Linked DNA regions of Ovis aries: region 1 is linked to region 2. Evidence: chromatin contacts called from public Hi-C data. All regions are on one chromosome and are shown on one strand. The core of a region is the stretch at or near the end of the contact, and the rest is flanking DNA. Distances in the headings are between cores, read along the strand shown.

Evidence for each region. A called contact is a pair of places that touch in the nucleus more often than the background predicts.
Region 1: a contact with region 2 is called in a Hi-C map of liver, with 6 times the contacts expected there. The contact joins two enhancer-like sites. A contact is called at or near these places in 10 of 16 Hi-C or Micro-C datasets (blood, liver, mesenteric adipose tissue and 5 more).

What each region holds. Positions count from the first base shown.
Region 1 is chr15:24,508,149-24,513,771 of ARS-UI_Ramb_v3.0, reverse strand. No RefSeq gene overlaps it. Among named protein-coding and RNA genes, the nearest start is that of NNMT, 19 kb to the left of the region's middle. Within about 2 kb of position 3,346, at least 11 of the 54 cell types and tissues checked have an H3K27ac peak or open chromatin away from gene starts, as enhancers often do. A contact at or near this core is called in liver, where this site is marked.
Region 2 is chr15:24,234,693-24,239,950 of ARS-UI_Ramb_v3.0, reverse strand. No RefSeq gene overlaps it. Among named protein-coding and RNA genes, the nearest start is that of HTR3A, 19 kb to the right of the region's middle. Within about 2 kb of position 2,275, at least 3 of the 54 cell types and tissues checked have an H3K27ac peak or open chromatin away from gene starts, as enhancers often do. A contact at or near this core is called in liver, where this site is marked.

The sequences.
Region 1 (5,623 bases), core at 2,097-4,596, 270 kb before region 2:
AAAGAGGAATGCTAAATGGCAAGAGATTTCTGAGAATAAGGTGGATATCAATCAAATCTAACTTGTGTGGTCCAACCCCCAACCGGTTCCTGCTCCTCTCCTCTTGACTCCCTCCCTTCCCTGTTCCTTTCTCTGCCCATCAGACCAACCACCAAACGTGCGTTTCCCCCTTCTCACCACCTGGTGTCACTAGACGCTCGCTCTAAACTGAGGCTCACCCAGTCCAGGCGGAGGGAGAAACAAGCGCTAACAGCTGGTGTGGAGCCAGAGGTATCCTTTGCTCTGAGGATCTTCATAATTGGCAAGAGTCATAGAATCTCGGAAGTTTAGCGTTGGTAGTGAAGTGAAGTCACTCAGTCGTGCCCGACTCTTTGCGACCCCCATGGACAGTAGCCTGCACCAAGCTTCTCCATCCATCGGATTTTCAAGGCAAGAGTGCTGGAGTGGGTTGCCATTTCCTTCTCCAGGAAATATTCCCAACCCAAGGGCTGAACCCAGGTCTCTCACATCGTAGACAGTCGCTTTACCGTCTGAGCCACATTGGGAAGGGTCTTCTAAACCATTCCGTTGAATCCGTTTGAGACGGTCAGAGGTGCCAAGAGTCAAGAAGAGAGGCAAAATGACCCAACCTAAGATCACTTCCAATCAAATACCCTGTAGACCCCAATGTCCAAGGAGAGTCCACTACCTCCCAGAGAACTCAGGCGTTAAGCAGCCAGAGAGGTGCTGTGGACAGGCACAGGTCAACCCGCTGTATGAGAAGGGCGGTTCTATTTAGAGGCAGGAACTGACCTTAGCAACCTTCCATGACGGCTCTCCTAGGCTCTCTGAAGGTTCTCAGGAAGTAAGAGCTGGTCCCACCGCCCCTTGCGCTTTGCTGTCCCCTCTCAGGCTCTCGAGTGTGGAGCTGGGGACCTCTGAGCTCCTGTGCAGCCCTCTGGCCTGCCTGCTTCTCTCCCAGCAGCAAAGCTTTTGAGGGGCTGGATCCCCTCGAGGCTGATCTTCCTTCAGTGTCAGATGAGGCCACGTGGATCCTTGGGGTGTGGGCTGGCTGATGGCAGCCTTTGGGGACAGGAGGGGCTGGATTTGACAAGGCCAGTTGCTCAGCCAGGAGAAAAAGGATCGGGGAAGAAATACTGACTCGGGCGAACTTCTGGAAAATCCAACTGCACCATCTCCCAAGTAGTTTAGCATTTCCTTTCTGGTGTAAAACTGGACCACTTTCTCCTCTTATGAAGCCAAACCTGGTCCATGGACTGTAGCCCGCCAGGCTCCTCTGTCCATGGGGATTCTCCAGGCAAGAACACTGGAGTGGGTTGCCATGCCCTCCTCCAGGGGTTCTTCCCAACCTGGGGATCGAACCCTCGTCTCTTGTATTTCCTGCATTGGCAGGCGGGTTGTTCACTACTAGCACCACTGGGAAGCCCTACCTCAGACTCGGTATAGCACAGGGTGCCCCCCAAGAACCCAAGTTCCTTGCAAGGGGATGTGCTTTCCCAGTCTCTTTCCAGACCTGCCTGCCCAGTAGAGGCACCTGCAGTCAGTGTCCACTAGGTGGTGATAGAGTCCCAGTGATGCCAGAGAGCCCAGGAACCCACCCCAAGTCTTCCAGGTCCTGGCTGCAGGGCCCTAGCTCTGGAAATGAATGCCCAGGCCATGAGCACCACTGCCCCCCTCCCCCACTAATTTATGCTTTCATTTTATAGCACCGTGGTGTTTAGAAAGCTGATTCACATGCCTTGCTTCAGTTGGCAATGTCCTGAAGGTAAACAGGGCAGGCATTTCTGTACCCCATTTTACACTAAGGACAGAGAACCTCAGAGTCGCTTGGAGTTACGGTCTAGGTCACACGATGAATGGCCTCAGAGCTAGGTCCTCTTGACTCTGGACACTAGATTCTTTCAGCCTGGACTCAGTTGCCCCTGTTCCTTGGGGGGAGCCCAGAATAGCAGCCAGCACACATCAGTCAGAGTGGAGCTGGGTGCTCGATTCCGTGGGGCCATATGCTGCACCCTGATGGGACCCATCTGGGCTTCATTTGCTGCCAGGCCCCAAGGCCGGGGCTCAGCTCTGCCTCATGGGGCCTGAGGGCACTTGGTGAAGCAGACAGTGCCAGGCAGCCTGATGACACCACCCTGCAGGAGCCCACAGCTGGCCTCGCTCTCCAGACCCACCCAGGTGTGAATGGCAGGGGGGACGTGGTCCTCTGGCTAAGGCTGGCCTTAGGTCTGCCCTGGGACAGGCTACTGAGAGTGAAGGAAAGGCTGTAGGGCCCGGGTTTCCAGCAAATTCTGGGCAGGCGTGTGAATGAGGCAGAAAAAGCTGGGAGATAAAGGCTTTGATTCAACACAGGAGTAGAAGCTGTGAAAACATATCACTAAATGGAAATGGTCCAACCTGGGTTGATCGGGCCAGGAGTGGGAGGGTGTCACCTAGAGAGGTGGCCTGGCGGAGAGAAGAGACGGAGCTGATGGAATGACAGATCTCGGCTTCCAGCCTCACCTTCACCGGCCACCACCACGAGTCACAGTCTCAGTTTACCCACCCGTAAAATGTGGCCAGCACTCAGCACCTCACAGGAGCTATGAAGAAAGGGAGGCTTCCAAGAGTCCCCCAAATAGCAGACCCCCCTGGGGAAGCAGGGTGTTGGGCTCCTGCTCTTTTGAAGAGCCAGAACAAGAGAAGCAGCCCCCTGCTCGGGTCAGGGAGTATGAGGCGGAAGCTGTGACTTTCACATTGTGGCCCCAGGATCTCCAGGAGAGGGTGGGCCTTCCAGGCTGTATCTCTGCATCACCAACCCCTCCCCCAACCCCCCGCCCCCCAGGAGAGGCGGTGGCAGAGGAACGGGGTGTCAGCCGGGTACAGTCGTGAGCTGCAGAAAGCAGTGGCTTTCCTATTAATGTAGTCAGTAAATAAATAAAGGAGGGCTTAAGCGTAGTGTACAGCAATCAGTTTAGAGCTACAGGGTAATTAGCGCTGCAGGGGGCTGCAAGGCTGCAGAGTCAGGTTTAAATGAGTGAGTTCACTTTCACTGAGACGCCCCCCCGGAGAGCAAACACAGCCCAGAGAAGAGCCTGCCCTCCCGCCAGCCCATGTGAGGGGCAGGGGCTGGGGTTGGGGGGAGGCGGGGAATGGCAGGCCTGGGTCTGAGCCACAGCAAGAGTTGGGGGATAACCTCTCCCCAAAGTGGCTGGGGACCAGGTGTCTACACCCACGTGCTCATGCGTACACATGCACCCAGAGCGATATCCAGGCTGAGATGCACCGCTGTCCTGGGCTGACTGCTCCTCCCCTGCACATGGCTATGTGCTGACTCTTCAGGCGTCTCTCTAAACTGACGTGGGCACGTGTGAGGGGAGGCACGGTCGCCTCCACTGAAGTCTGCACACGGTGACATGCACGCTCATGGAGGTGCCTGGGCGGCATGGGTGTGCACCTCTGACCTCAGCCGCTGATGCTGTCTCTCCTTCCCTCCTTCTCCCATCTGTTTATCCGGCAAAGCTTTACTGGGGGCCTTCTACATGCCGGACAGCGTCAGGGTCTGGGAATATGAAGACACACAATGCCCCCTCTCAAGGAACTTAGCATTGGGGCAACGTTGACAGTTAAGGAAGTGAGTTATCATAACGCATGAGGACAATGGGACCAGGGAGGGAAGGGGTGACTGAACCCCATCTCAGCGGCCCCTTGCAGAGCTTTCCTGGGCAACTAGGGTTTGCCCAGGACCTGAGCCGAGACCAAAGCGAGGCCAGTGTGTGTATGCGTGATGCAGTTCCCAGAGCACAAGGCACAAGCAAAGGCCCACGGGGCACAGAGCTCAGTGTCTTCCAGAAGCCCTCTGCAGTCTGGAGCACAGGGGCCAGGGAGGTGGGGACAAGGGCAGGGCAGGGTGCGATGCTGAGATGAGGCTGGGATGGCCGGCAGAGGTTCTCTCATGGAGGGTCTTGCAAACCTTGTTAAGGAAGGAGTCAGAACTCCATCTGCAGAGTAACGAGGGACTTTAATCAAAGGAGTGACGTGATGCTGTTTGCATTTTTGGGAAATCCATCTGGGCCGCTGCAAACTCAAGGGTGGATGGAGAGAGGAAGAGCACGTGGGGTCAGTACTCCTCAGTTCCCTGCCTTCCTGGTAGGGACAAGGGGCCCCGGAGAGGCCAGGCAGAAGCCCCAGCAGTGTAGACCTGGGTGGGGAACGCCCTGGCCTCGGACTCAGCTGGACAGCTCTGTCTGCTCCCCCGCCACAACCTGAGTCTTCAGCAAGCCTCTGCTGGCTCTGCTGCTTGGTGCTCCGACCTCTGGCAGGAGGGGCCCCCTCAGAGCGGCTGAAAGGAGAGCCATTAAGGTTGATCCGTGTGACCCCAGAACCCACCAAAACTCCAGCAGCCTCATCCAAGAAGGGATAGTGTGCCTGTGTGCCGGGAGGGGCAGCCTCCCACCTAATGTCCCCGGAGACACAGTCAGGAGGAATGGAACCCCTGCCCCGCCCTGCCAGCAGCCCAGCCCCTCCTCTGAGCCCAGCAGAGCATCCTCTGGGCAAGCCCAGTCCTGGAGGAGGTGGCCCTGGGCTGAAGGCTGGAGCTGAGGGCAGCTGCACCTGGGCTGGCCACAGGCAGGCGGGCGGCCAGCCCCCTGCCCTGGAGAGGGAGGCTGGGGCGGCGGGCCGGGGGGGTTGGGGGGGGTTGAGTCAGGCCAGGGAGCGTTTTCAGGCTGGCCACGGCCAGGGCCCCTCTCTCTCCATGAGATCATATCTGGGTCAAAGAGCACGTAAAGCAGGCAGACCCCAGCGGCCACACAAAGCCCATTCAGTCCGGCCCTATTCACTCACCTCCTCTCCCCCAGAGCCCGCGCACTGCGACCCCAGCACAGTGCCTAAGCCCCAGCTTTGATGTCCAAGAACAGAAAACGGCGATTAAATGTTGTTTTAAAGAGGGAGCCCTCACTGCCCTCCCATCTGTCAAGAGAACGCTGAGGCCTGGGGGGGAGGCGGGGGAGGGACATGGGGGAGGGGCAGGGAGGCCGGGGTGGGGTGGGGTTGGGGGGGCATGGGAATGAGCAGGGACGGGAGGAAAAAGGCCTGGCCCAAGGGCTCCGAGGAACGGGGCAGGGGCTCGGAATCAAGGGGCAAAGGGTTGTTTTCCAAGATGAGAAACATGGGGAGGGGAAAAGAGTATGGGACCCAAAGGAACCTCAAAAGGAAGGAGAGACAGAGAGAGAAGGGGAGAGGGGAGAAGGACTGGGGGAGAGGGAGAGACGAGAAGGTGAAGGAAAACGACCAGAGCGGAGCGCAGAGACCGGGAAGGAGAAAGGACAGACGGACAGAGCGGCCACCCGCAGAGGGGCTGCCACCCACCCAGGCAGGTGAGTGTAGCTCCAGGCGATTTGCAGCTCGCAACCCCAGGGACACACAGACACCGGACCAGGGGGGCTGAAGGGTCGGCGCCCAGAGCTGGCAGGTGAGGCTGGAGATCAGGCCCCACCGCCGGGCTGGTGCTGGGAGGGCATCACGTGGAGGACGCTTCCCGCTGATGCCCAGGATGCCGCTGGAGGCCAGGCCAGCCCCTGAGGCCTGGCACTGGTTTCACACCCGGGGGGCAGCCTGCCTGCTCTGTTCTTAGCGAGGTCTC
Region 2 (5,258 bases), core at 1,026-3,525:
TCATTCACTCTTTTGCCCACTAAATGCCAAGCATGGACAATGTGCCAGCCCTGTGTGAGTGGTGAACAAAATGAGAGATAACCTGCCTTGGGCATCTAATGGGCTGGGAGTCAGGATAAATGCTAAAGAAATCACCCGACAATAAATAAATGAATCACAGTCCTGGAGAGAGTAAAGAAACAGGGTGGGTGTTGAAATTTGAGACATGCTGAATGAGGCCAAAGCAGCGAGAGGAACACATCGCTCACCTTCACGTGACTTTCGAAGAGGGGACTTCTCGTGGGAATTTGAAGCCCAGCGACACACCCATCTGGTGGCTAGATTCAAGATTCATGGGTGAGAGCAGAAAGATGAGTCCTTGGGTGGAAAGGGCAGGGGGTGGATACGCCAGCAAAGAGAAAAGGACAGAGCACAGAGCTGGCACCTCGGGCCGTGATGAAGGGTCACCTAGCGGAAAGGCACCATTTCCTGGACCCTAACCTCGGAAGGTCCTCCAGGGGTTGTTCTACCCATCCGCCTTGCCTGTACTACCGTCTCAAAGAGGGTGAATCAGGAGAAGGATGTGTTTGTCTCTATGAAAGTCTTAGTAGGGAGGTGATTTTTCACCCCATGCTATGTTTAACATCTTTTGCCTCCAGAAGCCCTAAGGTGACAACCTTGGTGGTCCAATGGTTAAGACTTCCCCTTCCAATGATGGGGGTGTAGGTTCGATTCCTGGTCGGGAAACTAAGATCCCACTTTTCTCGGCCATAAAACCAAAACATAAAACAGAAACAATATTGTAACAGATTCAATAAAGACTTTAAAAATGGCAGAATGATGCCCCTCTCCCCAGATAACTTCTCCCTAACACCCAGAACCTGTGATTATGTTGCATTACAAGTCAAAGGGTCTTTGCAGATGTGATTAATTTAAAGATCTTGAGGGTGGGACTTAATTCTGGATCATCTGGGTGAGCCCACCAGATTCACAAAGGTCATTATAAGTGAAGAGGGAGGTAAAACAGAGAGAGACACGTAAGAAAGAGAGATCTGAAAGATATTATACTCCTGGCTTTGAGACGGGGGGAAGGGGCCATCAGACAAGGAATAGAGGCAACCTCTAGACTACAGAAAAGGCAAGGAAACACAGTGTCTCCTGGAACTTCCAGCAAGAGCAGAGCCCTGCCAATCCACTTTGGACTGCAAGATAAGGAATTTGTGTTTTCAAATTGGCAATTTGTTATTTGCAAAACAGAAACAGCGATACAGACATGGAGAATAACTGTATTGACACCAAGTGGAGGAAACGGAGTGGGATGAATTTGGAGATGGGGGCTGACATATATACACTATTAGATAACTAACGGGAACCTATGGTACAGCTCAGGGAACTCTAGTGCTCTGTGGCGACCTAAATGGAAAGGAAATCCAAAAAAGAAGAGATATATGTACATGCGTAGGGGATCCACTTTGCTGTACAGCAGAAACTAACAGCATTGTAAAGCAACTATATTACAATAAAAATTAATTTTAAAAAGAATCAACAGGGGAAATGAATGAATAAATTGGTAATTTGTTACAGCAGCAGCGGCAGACTAATACATACAGCCAGCACGCTGCAAGAGCAAAAGGTTGTGGTTGTTGCCCTGGGATGGGCGAAGAAATCATGCCATTAACTCTGCTCAGGACCAACATCAGCTCTGGTCCTCACCCCAGAGGCACTGGATGAGTGTCTCCCAGGACGCACCTTCTCTAACTACTGACCTCCACCCCCACCCACACCTTCCCGGCTCCTGCTCTGGGCAGCCCCTTCCCAGGACCATCGAGGATCATCTCAAAGCGTGTGTCATGTGGGCTGGAATTGGGGCCCTAGAGACACCGGCAGCAGAGAAACGTGGGGAGTCTTCCATGGACCTGTGTGTGTACCGGTTTTAGCTAAAACGGCTCCTTTCACCATTAGGCATTGATATCTTCATCACACAAGCAGAAAGGGGGAAATAAACTAGGTGTGCAGCTTGGTGTGGGCTCGAGGCCCGAGTACGGAAACAAAAGAGGCTGCCGCGGAGGGATCAGCATGGGCACAGCCTCTGCCCAGAGTCAAAACAGGGCACCGAGCTCTCTGAAACATGATCCTTGGTGCTGGCCAAAAGGAAGGGGCTTGCCTTGAGAAGAGGGGACTCAGAGACTCCCGAGGGGGTGGGGCATTTGGGGGGAAGCGGGGTGAGGTGAGGGCAAAAAGTGCTTCGTAGGCCCCTCCATAGAACTTCTGGACTTTGCCGCCACCTTGTGGACAGAGTCTAGAAGGACAGGGTTATGGCTGCCCTTGGCTGAAGTCTCACGCCAGGCCCTTAGGATGGTACTTCTTCCTGAGCTTTGAATCGGGGGTTCTTCAGGGCACATGGAAATGAATCCTACGCTCCTATGATTCCGAATGTCATGCTTATGGTGTGTCCTTCTGCCAAGAATCTATTTTTGCAGACAGGGACACAGGAGGTGGAATTGAAGGGAAGAGATCCAACTCGAATCAGGATAATCCACCCAAGCGTTGCCCAGTAGCCACAGGCTTTCCCGGAGAACTTGAAGCTGTGGTTTTACGAAGGAACTCTGTACAAAGGAGCCTGGGAGTGCTCAAGGGCAGGGCAGAGGGGGTAACAGTAGGAGAAAAAGGGACAGGAAGGAACAGGACATAGAGATGTGGGTTCAGCCTGATGTGGACAGAGCTGGCCTTATAGGGAGCGAGTGACCAGCTCACTTTCTCCTGCCCATTTCTAAAACGGAGACAAGGAAATGGGAGAAGTTCTCACCCATTCAGAATGTGATGTGAGCAGATCGAGGAAGGGTCCATATGCCACTCAACATCCCTGTACTCCAGCCTCACGACCTCCCTAGGCTTTTGCACCAAGCTGGGAGTGTGAAAATCAGCTTTCTCCACAGACCCTATGAGCTGGTACTAATGTGTACCCATTTTTCAGATGAGAAGATTGAGGCACGGAGGACTGAAGTGCTTGTCCAAGGTTTCACAGTGAGCATGTGATGGGGCCAAAATTCCACTGTGGGGGAGTCCACTCCACACAGCATGCTCATACTGTACCAAGTAAATATACTGCAAAAGGAATTGGGTGACCACACTTCTGGTGTCCTAGCTCTGGGTCTCTCCCAACTTGAGCTCTGGCAGGAGAATGATGCGGTTTTCTCCATGGTTTGCCCCTTCCCAACCTAGATAAAGGTCTCTCTTCAAAGGCTTCTAGGAAACGAGGTTCCATTCTTCCCTTTCAGACTCCCAGTCTCATGCACGTCAGGAATATGGCTCTCAGGAGGTTTCTCCTGCAGTCTAACCTTCACCCATCTTCCTTCAGGTCAAGTCCAGATAGAAGGTCTCAGATAGGAGAGAGAGAGCGTGTGGACAGGCTTCTGTCTCAGAGAAGGGTATTCTTGGTCTCTAAAAGCAGGGTTTAATTCTCTACCAGTGACAGTCAAGGCCAGCCAATCACAGGCCTTAATGGGAGAGCTTAAATTATAGAGGACCAAGTTAGACGAAAGAAAAAAAAATCAACAAAACCCACCCAACTCCCAGCCCCTGGTACTGCAGCTGATAGGTAATTATCTGCTGTTTGTGTGCGCTGTTTGGGCTCCAGCCCTAACTGCTCGGGATGGACAGTGTGGGGACCAGGCCACTGGGCTGGTGTCAGGCCAAGCCAATTGAGAGGGGCCCCGGCCAGACCCTTCTCGACGTCATCCCCCCCTCCCACCCCTCTACGCCCCTCCAATCAGGGGAGAAGCTGCCCTCTCTTGCCCAACACCCTCCCTGCAAACCCCGGGAGGAGAGAGGGAGTGATTAGCATGGGGCATTGTCCCCAGATAATGGGCCCCAGCTGCCGCTTGCAAGAAGAGACAAAGCGCCCGGCCGCTCCACAAGCATTATCCCCTCGTTAAATCTCTGTTATTAGATTAGATTCAAAATGTATTGATTCAGAGTCTGGCAGGGGGGAGGGGGCGCGGAGGACGGCGATGTGGCTGTGGAGTGCGGAACCACACCTCTCCGAGGGCGCGCCCTCCCCCTCCCCCTCCCCGCAGCAGGCAACTCTCCTTCCCGGTCTCTGAGCGGAATCTCCCCTAAGCCCAAACCCTGACTCTGAGTTCTGCTGCTCGCCTGGACCCTCGCCAGAGCTGCGGAATGTCCACTCTTGCGGGGTGGGGGGGCGGGGTGCGGGGGCTGGGGTCGTGGAGCGCAGATAAACCCGCCGCTCGGGACAGGCAGCCTCGCTGAGATGCAGGCGGTGAGCTCCACAGCTGGGAGCCCTATGCAGGGCTGGGTCGCCCAGGCTGGGCGCTTTCAAGTCCTTTAAGGCAGTCTTCTGAGTAGAAATGACAGGTTTGGGAAGCAGTGCGGATAGGAAAGGAGGTGAGAACTGGGACTGTTCGTAGATGAGTGGAGAAGGCTTCAGAAGAGTGGAGATGAGCTATAGAGAACCTGTCTGGTCAAGGCTATGGTTTTCCCAGTGGCCATGTATGGATGTGAGAGTTGGACTGTAAAGAAAGCTGAGCGCCCAAGAACTGATGCTTTTGAACTGTGGTGTTGAAGGAGACTTTTGAGAGTCCCTTGCACTGCAAGGAGATCCAACCAGTCCATCCTAAAGGAAATCAGTCCTGAATATTCATTGAAAGGACTGATGCTGAAGCTGAAACTCCAATACTTTGGCCACCTGATTCAGAGAACTGACTCATTTGAAAAGAGTTACTGGGAAAGATTGAAGGCAGGAGAAGGGGATAACAGAGGATGAGATGGTTGGATGGCATCACTGACTCAATGGACGTGAGTTTGAGTAATCTCCGGGAGTTGATGATGGCCAGGGAGGCCTGGCGTGCTACAGTCCATGGGGTTGCAGAGTGGGGCACAACTGAGCAACTGAACTGAATAGAACTGGGCTCTTCTCAGAAGCACTTGTTTTTAAAGACTTGGGTGGAGAATGAGAAATATCATATGATATCAAATATCATATGATATCACTTATATGTGGAATCTAGAAAGAAATGATACAAATGAACTTATTTATAAAACAGAAACAGACTCACAGACTTAAGAGAAGGAACATTGAGGTTACCAGGGGAAGAGACAGTTAGGGATTTGGGGACGGACATGTACATGCTGCTATATTTAAAAATGGATAAACACCAGGGACCTACTGAATAGCACAGGGAACTCTGCTCAATGTTATGCGGTAGCCAATGGCACCCCACTCCAGTACGTCCTGGCAAATCCCATGGACGGAGGAGCCT